3 separate regions of the Zea mays genome follow, and regions 1 and 2 are each linked to region 3. The links are chromatin contacts, called in public Hi-C maps. All regions are on one chromosome and are shown on one strand. The core of a region is the stretch at or near the end of the contact, and the rest is flanking DNA. Distances in the headings are between cores, read along the strand shown. Region 1 holds the start of LOC542360 (nucleoredoxin 1). Region 2 holds the start of LOC100191960 (putative nucleoredoxin 1). Region 3 holds the start of LOC100283539.

Region 1 (4,242 bases), core at 1,268-3,767, 150 kb before region 3:
AGTATTCATTGAAAGCTTCCTCATTGCGATCGGCCGAAGCAAAGACGACCTCGAAGCTCTTGCCCTGTGAGGCCAGTTTTTCGTATACTTCAATAAGCTTGGGCGTGAACCTCCTGCATGGCGGGCACCATGAGGCGGAGAAGTAGATGGCCACAGGGCTCGCCTCAACGCTGCTGATCTTCACCTGCATGATAAAAAACGGTGATGAGAGAGAGATATTGAGCACCAAATTCTGGCTGTCTGAACTTGCAATAGGGAACTTTTTCTGTCAGTTAAACCTTTATATGCGATTACGGAATCAAACTAGGCAACTATGATTCCAGAATTAATAATGATAGTTAGTTCCAAACAATATCCCCTACCCTACCTCCCTCCAGGGGCGGACCCACGTTACACCACTTAATTTTTTTGGTTTTAGTGGACTTTTTATGTTATTTAGGTCCTGTTTGGAAATCCAGTTTTTAAGAAACTGATTTATAGAAATTGAGGTGGTTCTAAACATACAAGTTTATGACTCAGTTTATAGAAATTAGATTCTAAGTTTCTTGAAAACTAAGAACCTAGTCTCTCCTAGCTAAAAAATAAAAACTAGTTTTTTAAAAAACTAGTTTGCTTCCAAACAGAGTCTTAGGGTCTGTTTGGTTAGGCTGTGGCTGTGGAAAAAGTTGCTGTGGGCTGTGAGCTGTGGAAAAAGCTGCTGTAGGCTGTGTGCTGTTAAAAAGCTAAAAATCGTTTGGTGGAAACCACTAAAAGTCGTTAAAATTTCTTCGATATATGTTTTCACAGTTCCATCCAAAAGCCACTAAAAGCAGGTCCAGAGGTGCTTTCAGTTTTGCACTACGAGAAAGTTGGCTTTTAGAAAAAGCTGCTTCCTGGATCCAGCCCTTTGGTTGGCTTTTGGCTTTTAGGTGGCAAAAGCCAAAGCCAAAAGCCAAACCAAACACACCCTTAGTGTAGCTGCAACCTACAGAGATTTATTAGTTAATAGACCTTCACTTAGACCTCCGGTTCTCCACTCATACTTAGGCCCCCACTTAGAATTTGGGGTGGCCCGCCCGTGCCTCCCTCTCTTCCCAACCCACAAATCTTGCAGCACAGCACAGATGGCGGTAACACTGTAGTGCTATTATTACAAAATTCAAGTATCACCCCAGATTACATCCTGGATAAGATGTTCAAAAAGAGAATACACGGATCCTATATCAGACAATACCCATAGATATTTTTGTTATTAATTTATTATAATACTCAATAAAAGTGGCTTCTCTACAAGGTCATCTCCAACAGATCTCCTATTTCATTCATTATTTCAAACTTCATTTTTCACATAGCACTTCACTTTTGAAATAGCAATGTCGTGTCCACTATTTTATATGATTCACCGAAGACATGCTAATAATAAAGCCAGATTAATCTTCTCTATAATGGCACTGAAAAATTTCTCTAAAACAGCATTTCATCTTTACTTCACTAATTTCTATTTTCTTTTCTTATTTTCTACCGTTGAATTTTTTTTATTTTTTACTTAAGCCCTTATACTTATTTTGTATAGATTTAAAATAAGTATGATCGCTAGAGTAAAGGTAAAAATGTCCATTCAAATGGTAAAAAATAAGAAAATAAATTAGAAATTGAATACCGTTTTAAAAGTTCCTCACTTGTAAATATTATATAAAAGAAACCCATTATATTCTATCAAGGACCATAATCGAAAAAAAAACTCCCCGTACAGTAGTTTTGCTTTTGCACCCTTGATGAAAATTTAGAAAGCCAGTAACAGAAGTAAACCTGCTAATTTGCACCACCACCCACTAGATACCTCCTCGATCTTTGTCTAAAGTAGTACTAGGCCTACAAAGCAAACCCCCGTCTTCCCTCCACTCCCGTGCTGATCATCTACCACCTAATAACTGCAGACGGTAGCTGACCCACAAACACCCCATCCATATCCGCGTATTTCATAATCGGATCGTCTAATCAAAAGCCAGAGGACAAGAAACGAGACGCAATCTTGCCAGCAGCGCGACATGGAGAATCTACCATGCTGAAGTGGATAAAAGACCTCGAGACAAAGACGAGTGCGGAAGCTGACTGACCTGCTCGCCGGAGTTGCGGACGAGGAAGTCCCGATCGCTCGTGGCGAGGATGTCCCCGATGCCGCCGCCGGCTGCTGGCGCCGCCTCCGCCATAAGCTGGAGCGGGGGAGAGAAAGCAAGCGGGCGAGAGCAGAGTGGTGGGTGTTTGTGGTGTGGCGGCTGATGGACGGGACGGGACTGGCTCTAGGTTCCTCTGGCTGACTGGCTGCCTTCCTCCCTCGTCGTCCTCGGGCGCCCGCTCCGTCGGGTTATACAGACGTGCACGAGGCAGGAACCGCTGCGCCGCACCGGGGATGCGGGGGTCCGCGGCTTGGCCGCCTGGTTTGGTTCCTTCGGTTGCAAGATTGTTGCACCAGTGTGTCTACGGTGTACACTACCACCGCACATGCACATCCAAATGCCACAGCCACACTGTGCGTGTGATGGTGGCCTGTGCTACATCCTACATGTGAAGGTGCTGCGAATCTTCCCAATTGCCATTAGAAATTAATGGACTGTTTGGTTCGTCGTTCCAAAAAAACTAGTGCATTATGGGTTTATTCCTCAAATGTACTGGGATAATCTCATCCCTTATATTAGTACTAACTAACTATTAGGATTGATATGGTGATGGATCAACTCATTCCATTCAACAAACCAAACAAAAAAGTGAGGAGTGAGAAGATGGTGGACTACATCATTACTCAAATTAAACACCCTATAAAATATGTTTGGTACGGCTTCAGAGTAAAACTTCAATTAAGAACTAGTCAAAGCTTGTCAAACACTCTAACTTTAGAGTTACAAACTTTATATAGTTTTTATAGTTGTAGTACAAATTTTTGGACTACCTCTTTTGCTGCTCCGAAATCTCTAAAAAGAAAACTTAAACATAGAAATTGGAGTTATTTATCCACTACTAATTATAAGAAAGCGATATAAGAGCATCTCCAAGAGACTAGCTAAATGGCTCACCAAGCCAAATTTTAGCTATTTAACAACAGAATAACTGAGAGCACCTAGAGGGGGGTGAATAGGTGATCCTGTGAAACTTGAAACTTAATCCACAAAAAACTTGATTAGGCGTTAGCACAATAATGCCAAGTGGCTAGAGAGGAGTCTCAACAAAACACAATAACCACAAGAGATCAATCACAGAGATGGCACAGTGGTTTATTCCGTGGTTCGGCCAGGACCAACGCTTGCCTACTCCACGTTGTGGCGTCCCAACGGACGAGGGTTGCAATCAACCCCTCTCAAGCGGTCCAAAGATCCACTTGAATACCACGGTGTTTTGCTTGCTTTACTATATCCCGTTTGCGAGGAATCTCCACACTCTGGAGCCTCTCGCCCTTACACTTAGATGATCACAAAGAAGCACGGAGTAAGGGAGGGATGAGCAACACACTCAAGACAAGAAATCACAGCAACACCACGCACACAAGTCGCAACAAGAGCTCACAACACAACTTAAGGAGTTCGCAACTCAACTAGAGCTCTAATTGCTATCACAAGGAATCAAAAGTGCAAAATCGATGTCTTAGTGCTTAGGAATGCTTAGAGAATGCTTGGTGTTCTCCTCCATGCGCCTAGGGTCCCTTTTATAGCCCCAAGGCAGCTAGGAGCCGTTGAGTGCATTCCAGGAAGGCAATTCTTGCCTTCTGTCTCCTAGCGCACCGGACAGTCCGGTGCACCACCGGACACTGTCCGGTGCGGATTTCTTTCCTTAAACGGCGAAGCCGACCGTTGGTGCCTGGGAGCCGTTGGCGCACCGGACACTGTCCGGTGCACACCGGACAGTCCGGTGCCCCCTCCCGACCGTTGGCTCGGCCACGTGTCCCGCGCAGATCGCGCGGCCGACCGTTGGCCCGGCCGACCGTTGGCTCACCGGACAGTCCGGTGCACACCGGACAGTCCGGTGAATTTTAGCCGTACGTCGCCGATAATTTCCCGAGAGCGGCCAGTTCGCCCGAGCCAGCCTGGCGCACCGGACACTGTCCGGTGCGCCACCGGACACTGTCCGGTGCGCCATCGGACACTGTCCGGTGCACCACCGGACAGTCCGGTGCACCCAGACTGAGCAGAGTCTTGGCTGCTCGAGCCAAGACATTTCCTATTGGATTTTTCCTGTTTCCAGCACTTAGACACAATACATTAGTCCATAAAA
Region 2 (4,124 bases), core at 813-3,312, 250 kb before region 3:
CACTGAAGGGGAAACCCTCCCATACGTCAAAACCATGATCGATAATTATTTCCGCAACATTGTTGTTCAGTGTCTTCCCATCAGGGCCAATCAGAACTAGTGTTGGAAGACTCATAAACCCAAAGTAACGAGTCAGGGTCAAACACTTGTTGTCACCATGAGGAATTGCAAGCCAAGGCATCTTTGCAAAACTCTCATTAAATGATGACTCTTCGCTGTAGATGGATACAGCTACAACTTCAAATTTCTCCCCCACTTCTTTGAGTTTCTCATAGATCTTAGCAAGCAAGTCAATGAACTCAATGAATGGTGGATAGCCAACCCCCACAAAGAAAAGACCAACATACTTCCCCTCAAGCTCAGAGATGGGTACCTGGGTATAGATAGCAATAATATAACAAGTAAGCATTTGCAGAACCATGGATCAATCAAAGATGGTGAGAAGTTGCATCGAGCAGTTACTTTGTCTCCCTTGTTTGAAATGAGATAGTCTCGAGTAGATGTGCCAAGCACGATTTGAATAGTTTGATTCTCCTTTTCTTCCTTTTCCAGTTCTTTCAGTTCATTGATCCGATCTGGTGTGAAAGGGTAAGCATCCACGCCATACTCACTCACGATTCTAACACCATCTTTAGTGTAAACTTCACCAGTTTTTGCATCAAGGATGACCAGGTGTGGGGTATCAGTGACCTTGAACCGGATATCAAGGGCCTCACGACGTTCAATGTCAGAAAAAGGGAGAGCCAACCATGGCATCTTTGCAAAGTATTCATTGAATGTTTTTTCTTTAAGATCGCCCCAAGCAAAGATGACCTCGAAGCTCTTGCCCTCTGAGGCCAGTTGTTTGTATACTTGGATAAGCTTGGGCGTGAACCACCTGGATGGCGGGAACCATGAGTTCGAGAAGTAGATGGCCACAGGGCTTGCCTCAATGCTGCTGATCTTCACCTGCAGGATAACAAATGGTGATGACACAGCTGTTGAGCTACCAAATTCTGGTTCAGAATAGCAAGATGCTAATTCGTTTTTGTTATGTCTATAAGAAAAATGTCATGCATGTCTACCTTCCACATGTCTATATAGGGAACTTTTTCTAAACCTTCATAGGCAGTTATGGAATCAAACTAGGCAACTATGATTTCAGAATAGATAATGATAGTAGGTTCTAAACAATGTCCCATCTCTTCCCACCCCACAAATCTTGTGGCTAGGGTTGGTAACGAGTTTAAAATTTATACTATAACATTTTATAAAATTTAAGGTTCAAATCGGATTAAGATCGGACTCTATATTCCTATTCATTTTTTAAATAAATTTATTAAGGCTTTAAAATATTATGAAGAAACATTTGAATCATGATCCATTACTATCCCTACTTGTGGTACAAACGTTGGCAACACTGTAGGGCTATTATTACAAAATTCAAGTATCATCTCAGATTTCACCCCTAGATAAGATGTTCAAAAAGAGAACAAGGATCCTATATAAGACAAAAATAGAAAATAGCCTTAACAAACCGTAGACTAGTTAAACCTGCTAATTTGTAACCACTACCCCCTCGATCTCTCCCTAAAATAGCACTAGGCCTACACAGTAAAGTCGAAGCTAATGTAGTAAACCCCCTTCCTCCCTCCCTCTCTCCAGTCTCCACTCCCTTACTCAATACTCATCAATTCATCATCTACCACCTAGTAGTACTTCGACGATAATAACTACACCCGGTAGCCGACCCACACCCCCTCCCCAATATCCGCGTACTTCATAATCGGATCGTCTAATCAAAAGCCAAAGGACAAACAAACAAGACGCAATCAGGCCAGCAGCGCGAGATGGCGAATCTACCACGCGGACGGGGTAAAAAGACCTCGAGACAAAAACAAGTGCGGAGGCTGACTGACCTGCTCGCCGGAGTTGCGGACGAGAAAGTCCCGGTCGCGGGTGACGAGGATGTCAGCAATGCCGCCGCCGGCTGCGGGCGCCGCCTTTGCCATGCGTTGGAGCGGGAGAGAGAAAGCACGCGGGACGGCGGGAGAGAGCGGAGCGGTGGGTGCCTGGGTGGACGGAGTACGGACGGGACTGGTTCTGGGCGCCCGCCTCGTCGGTTTATATAGGCGTGAACGAGTAACGTCTGCGCCGCAAGGGGGATGCGAGGGCCCCGCGGACCGCCGCTTGGGCGGATGGTTCGGATCATGCAACAAGTTTATTAAAAAAAATCTATCATAAAAATAAAAAGAAGTCGCCTAAGAAACCAAATGAAGATGAGAGGTTTAAAAGTGGTTTCTCTGGCTCTCATGTCATTCTCTATCACATAAAAATAGAATGAGCTTTCTAATCAAATAGAGTGCTCCTCTATATAGAGACAGAAACCAAATGAAGACGAAAGGCTAAAAAAGTGGTTTCTCTGGCTCTCCCGTCATTCCCTATCACATAAAAATAGAATGAGCTTTCTAATCAAACAGAGTACTCCTCTATATAGAGACAGAAACAGACAGAAAAATCTCTCTCCCGTTTCCGTATCCGCATTTTATTATCAGAAACGGGATCTGTCCGAAATAGTCAGGAACAAAAATGGAAGTGGATAAACGGAATTACGAAAACGGAAATTTGAATTAGAAACAGAAGCGAGATAAATAAATATAAGATTTGCATCATTTTGGATTTTTGTTTGTGCATATTTGAATTTAACACTCATACATAAATTTGAATTCGAAATATGAAAAAAGAGAAAAGGAAAAGAAAAACAACTAGACTCATAATGGGTCGAAGTCTTCACTTCCACCCACAGGCCCAATCGCCACCCGCCTGCTCTATCGGTGGTCTGCACCGACATGTGGGGTCCCCTGACCAGCCATTGTCGCGCACACCCATGTTCCTCGAGTCACTGTGTGTGGGGCCCGTTCGTCAGGTGTCGTCTTCCCGTAACAACCACGTCAGGGACATTGGGATATCTCGGGGATCGCGCGCGGCCAGTTGGATCCACCTGGCTAGGGATCGCATCTGCACATGCCTACAAATACCGTGACCTCCCCTTCGGTTCTTTGTCTCGCGAACGCACCAAGTCCATCACCACCATCGGAGAGGAGCAGTGATTTAGGAAGAAACGAGTAGGTTGCCCCTGCCGCATCTGCGATTAGCCCCAATCTTCACCGCTCAGACTTCGGTGGGTGGTCGTGAAGATTTGCCTGGGGCCAAGGATCATTTTGGTGTGGGTTGCCGCGCGCGCGACTGACCGGAGACTACGCAATTCCTCGTCGGGGTGATTCCGGGACCAACAATCTGCATCCCGTCGTGTCCAGTGTCATCCTCGCCTACACCCTAGGTGAGACCTTCTTCCTTAGCGTCGCCTTATCCCACTCTTCGGGTAGTGTCAAACTTGGGATGAGTGGTGCGCCGGTGGGTCACGAATTACTCGCTGGATGTCGGGTTCGTGGCTGAGCTGCTTCATGTCGTGGCCTCTGAAAGTCGCCTAGAGGGGGTGGATAGGCGGAAACTGAAATTTACAAACTTTAAGCACAAACTACAAGCCGGGTTAGCGTTAGAATAAAATCCAGGTCCGGAAGAGAGAGCAAAAACAAATCAACCAAGAAATAAGGCGGATGACACGGTGATTTGTTTTACCGAGGTTCGGTTCCAAAGAACCTAGTCCCCGTTGAGGTGGTCACAAAGACCGGGTCTCTTTCAACCCTTTCCCTCTCTCAAACGGCCACCTAGACCGAGTGAGTTTTCTCCTTAATCAAACGGGTCACTTAGACCCCCACAAGGACCACCACACAATTAGTGTCTCTTGCTTTGATTACATGTGCTTGAAGAGAACAAGAATGAGGAAGAAGAAAGCGATCCAAGAACAAGAGCTCAAAGAACACGAGCAAAAACTCTCTCTAGTCACTAGGAGTTTGGAGTGAATTTGGGACTTGGAGAGGCTTTAATTCTTTTGAATTGTGTCTTGTATTGATTGCACTAGCTCTTGTATTGAATGAGATGTCTGAAAAACTTGGATGCTTGGAGTGGTGGTGGTTGGGGGGTATTTATAGCCCCAACCACCAGTTCAACCGTTGGGGAGGCTGTCTGTCGATGGGCACGTCACCCAACTGTTAGGGTTCTGGCGGTTTCGACCGTTGGAGCTC
Region 3 (3,929 bases), core at 145-2,644:
AGTGATCAAACTGATCATGAGCTACCATGCATAAGTAAATTCCCGAACATTGCAATGACAAGAAAAACGAGAAACCATATAGTTTTCAAAAAGATAAGTTAGTTTGCCAAAATCCAACCACATTATAAAAAGAATAAAGCTAGAAAGTCAAATTAGTGTTGGATGCTCCATTTTTTCAGATGTCTTTCATGGTTCCAACTTCCAAGCAAACAAAGGATACCTAACTCGCCCACTCACAATCTAAGCAAATGCACAAACATTTTAGATATATCAAGGAAATATATTGTATTCAAGATACCAAGGAGACAGAAAATAGATAAGTTGTATGCCAAAATTCCATATGTTAGTTTATATATAAATACAGGCAAAAAAAAAGTCAGACACTACCTAAATAACTACTTCTACAAGCAATTGTGCTTGATGCAGGTATACTGATCAAGAGCATTTGCAGTATCTTTAACAAATGGACAGACATGAATTATTAAGACAATCCAGTTAAAGAAAAATAAGTATCAGCCTATAGCCCACAAGTTTGGTGAGATCCATCACATCTATTCCTTTTGAGGCAACAGGAGATCTAGATAAATAGTTGCTCTTCTTTTTCTTAGGGAGATTAATTTGGTCACCTCACACTCACAGAATCCAAAAAAGGTCACAACTCAATTACTCAAATCATCCTATTGAGAAGCAAAAGAAGCAATGCTACCTCCACAAGGGCGGCCTCCTTCCTTGGAAATGCGCCCACGATGGCAGGGGACACGCCAACGTCCCTCGCCCCCGCGACCATGGCCGACTCGCTCCACCCCATGCGCGGCTACAGAATACAGCCATACACGAACAGTAAATATCTTCCATATTATATGCTAAATTAAGTACCAAGACACGCAAAAATGGAAGTCGATTTGGAGGAGTGGATTCGAATCGCAACCACGTGGAGCAGCGACGCGCGGAGGACCTTCTCCTGCTCCTCCTCGTAGCCCGCACCACCCTGGCGCCGCGCCCCCGCCGCGGCTCCCGGCGACGACCTGTGGGCCCCTCCGGCACCAGCGGTGGTGGAGGAGGACGAGGCACCCGCGCCCTCCGACGTGGGCGGCTCGACGACGGGCTGCGGCGGCGGTGGCGGGAGCGGCGGAGGCGGTCCCGCGTCGGCGGAGAAACTGCGGGGAGCCATCGCGGGGGCTGGGGCGGAGGCGAAGGGGACGGGGAAACGGCGCACGGCGGCTGCGCGGGAGAGGAGGCGGCGCGCGGCGAGGGAGGAGGCCATTGTGTTGGGGCAGGGAGGTTCCGACTTCGGAGGTGTGTGACTGACGGGTCCAACCTGCGAGAAGAGGAACGGGACGGACGGACGGTGGTGATTGTTCTGGTCGCTGAGACGCTGACGCCGAAGCCCCGATTGAAGAGAGGCAGCCCGCGGCCTGGGGCATTACGTGGCGCTCCCTCGCAAGCCACGGATCGTGCGTTCGGCTCGAGCAACACGTGGATCACTATGAACGCGAGGTCGACGTCGACGACGCGTGCGGCAAAATCACCAGCAGAGCAGGCAGCAGCAGCGCGGTTCGGGCACGCGCGTGCACAGAGCTTTACCGTTAAAATAAAATCTGGTTCTAAGATTAACATTTAGGGCTAGTTTGGGAGGTCTATTTTTTAGAGCTAGTTTAGAAATCACATTTTTTTAAGAGATTTTCGTTTTCCTAAGAAAAATTAGTTTATTTTTTCTTAGAAAAATAGAAATCCATCGAAAAAATGGTGTTACCAAACTAGCTCTTAGTGAATTCTTATTTTCCCAATGGAAAATAAACTAATTTACCTTGAGAAAATGAAAATCCTTTAGGATAATAGGGTTTTCAAACTAACCCTTAGTAGAGCTTTACCCAAAAACATAAATTTGATCTAAGATTTACTATTCAAATTCGAGATCCTCCATAAATCTACAATATACTGTTTGGCGGTACAAGACCTCCGAATTTACGCAAGAACATTTCGGTTGAAATTGTCTATATTATCCCTAGAATAAATACACATATTTGGTTGAAATTGTATATGTTATCTCTAGAATAAACTCATATATCAGTCTCTATCAGCTTCCTAGTTTCCCAAATAAAAAATACGTGTAATATCATATACTGATATGAGGATATAACTCGACATGATCAGGACTAGAGAGCATGACTGGGCTGGAGTAGATCCGGGACAGTGCAGCCAGAGCCAAAGAGGCGAGCGGGCATATCTTGCGGCTAGGCCAGGGCCAGGCGAAAATGCCTAACCAAACCGACAAGGTTGGGGTAAGCCCGTCTTGATCGAGGCTACAGGATAGATGTACATCTAAGTTGGGCTAGGTCGACACGGCCCAAGTACATTAAAACACGACTCATTAAGGCATAGTCTACTAAAACAACTCTAATTATGGGTCATGTTGTGTTAGCCTTTGGGTTGAACCATCAGTCCACGGCACGGTCCACAAATACTTAAGTGTGCCAAGCCCGCACAAATAGTCCAAAATACTATAATGTGTCATGTCTGTCCATATAAACAGAACAATATATAATACAAAGTAATTCATTCAATCAATGCAACAAATCAAATTAAATAAAACATAAACAAAAGCACATAACATATATGACCAAAATAGAACTGAGTTGTTTTGAGGCTATCTTATTAAACCTTTGGTTAGAAGGAAAAAAGAGTACAACCACCAAATATTTAATATTTAGTTCATTACGTGTGATTTAGTGGGCTTTGACGAGCCTTATTTAAATGGATCATGCCAGGCCGGCTCGTGTGCCTTAGTTGAGGCCCAAGCATAGCCCACACATTATGTCATGCCGGCATAGGCCCACAGTTAATCTAGGTCGCATCAGACTTGGGTCGTGCCTCCAACTTCGTGCTTTGGGCTAATCCATTAGACATAGCCCTAATGTGCATGTATAGGCCAAGGTAGCGCGACCAGGACCAGCGAGGCGATTGGCCAAAGAGGGCATAGCGTGCGTCCGAAGGCCGAGGCTAGGGGAGAGTTTGGCCTGGTTAAGCCAGTAAGGAGGACGATCAGGGTAGGTACAACGTGCGACCGAGGCTAGGGCGAGCACAACCATGGAAGAATAAGAGACACCCAAAAGAAACGTGAACATAAACAAATTGGTATGGTGAAAGGGTGTGTAACCAAAGGTATGGTAGGTAACTTTCTTTGGCTCCTTCAAACTTAAGTCAATGGAGCACTTCTTGAGGAGCTCCACCAAAATGGTGAATCTTGCTTCTAGATCCACCATTTTGGTGAATCCGAATTTGATAGATCTAGAGTGTTTGGGGAAAAAATCTACAGTTAACTTCTTTTTTATGAATCTAGAGTTGGTTGAGGTCCCCCTAACCCATCTCATTTGTGTGTGACGGTGCATATGGTTCAACCACAAAGAGAAACCTTTTTAAACAAACGCACAAAACATAATTGACCTCCACTATTCAACACCTAATTTGCACGACTTTAAAAGTTTCAAACTTAAAAATTAGGTAAATAAATCATAAGTCCATATTAAATGTTGCAGTGTATTATAGTTTGTCTCATGGGATTTTGACTATTTTTTACTCAGCTTAAATATGTGAACTATGATGCTGTCTATTTAAAAAGTTGAGAGATACTAAGGGTGTGCCATATGCACTCATCATTGTTGTGCCATGTTATGGCGATTATTCCATCTTCTCGAAATTCTCACTATTACCTTCATTTTCTCCATAGGAGACTCTCATGTGAACATACATGAATCTTTTCTCTGTTAAGTTGTATCCAAGTCTTTTATCCTAATCCTTTGTGCATGGAATGTTGCGATAGCGGACCTCCAAAACTTCCATCTACATCTGTGACACATATTCGAGTGTGTGAGTGATTAGGTTTTTGGAGAGCATTGTCATGATTGTTTGTTGATCGTCTTCTTTCCTCT

What was found. Hi-C and Micro-C count contacts between places; a contact is called where the count stands out from the background.
Region 1: a Hi-C map of leaf shows a contact between it and region 3, with 6 times the contacts expected there. The contact joins the promoter of LOC542360 here to the promoter of LOC100283539 in region 3. A contact is called at or near these places in 1 of 25 Hi-C or Micro-C datasets (leaf) and 1 of 3 datasets of contacts at active chromatin or transcription factors (seedling).
Region 2: a contact with region 3 is called in a Hi-C map of leaf, with 4 times the contacts expected there. The contact joins the promoter of LOC100191960 here to the promoter of LOC100283539 in region 3. A contact is called at or near these places in 2 of 25 Hi-C or Micro-C datasets (ear and leaf).

Annotation. Positions count from the first base shown.
Region 1 is chr1:70,933,031-70,937,272 of Zm-B73-REFERENCE-NAM-5.0, reverse strand. It overlaps LOC542360 (nucleoredoxin 1), which reads right to left and starts at 2,517. Exons shown (of 4, transcript NM_001111937.2): 1 at 2,097-2,517; 2 at 1-184. The coding sequence starts at 2,189.
Region 2 is chr1:71,031,989-71,036,112 of Zm-B73-REFERENCE-NAM-5.0, reverse strand. LOC100191960 (putative nucleoredoxin 1) reads right to left here and starts at 2,062. Exons shown (of 4, transcript NM_001137384.1): 1 at 1,899-2,062; 2 at 463-948; 3 at 1-373. The coding sequence starts at 1,991.
Region 3 is chr1:70,780,110-70,784,038 of Zm-B73-REFERENCE-NAM-5.0, reverse strand. LOC100283539 reads right to left here and starts at 1,394. Exons shown (of 6, transcript NM_001156439.2): 1 at 929-1,394; 2 at 707-814. The coding sequence starts at 1,264.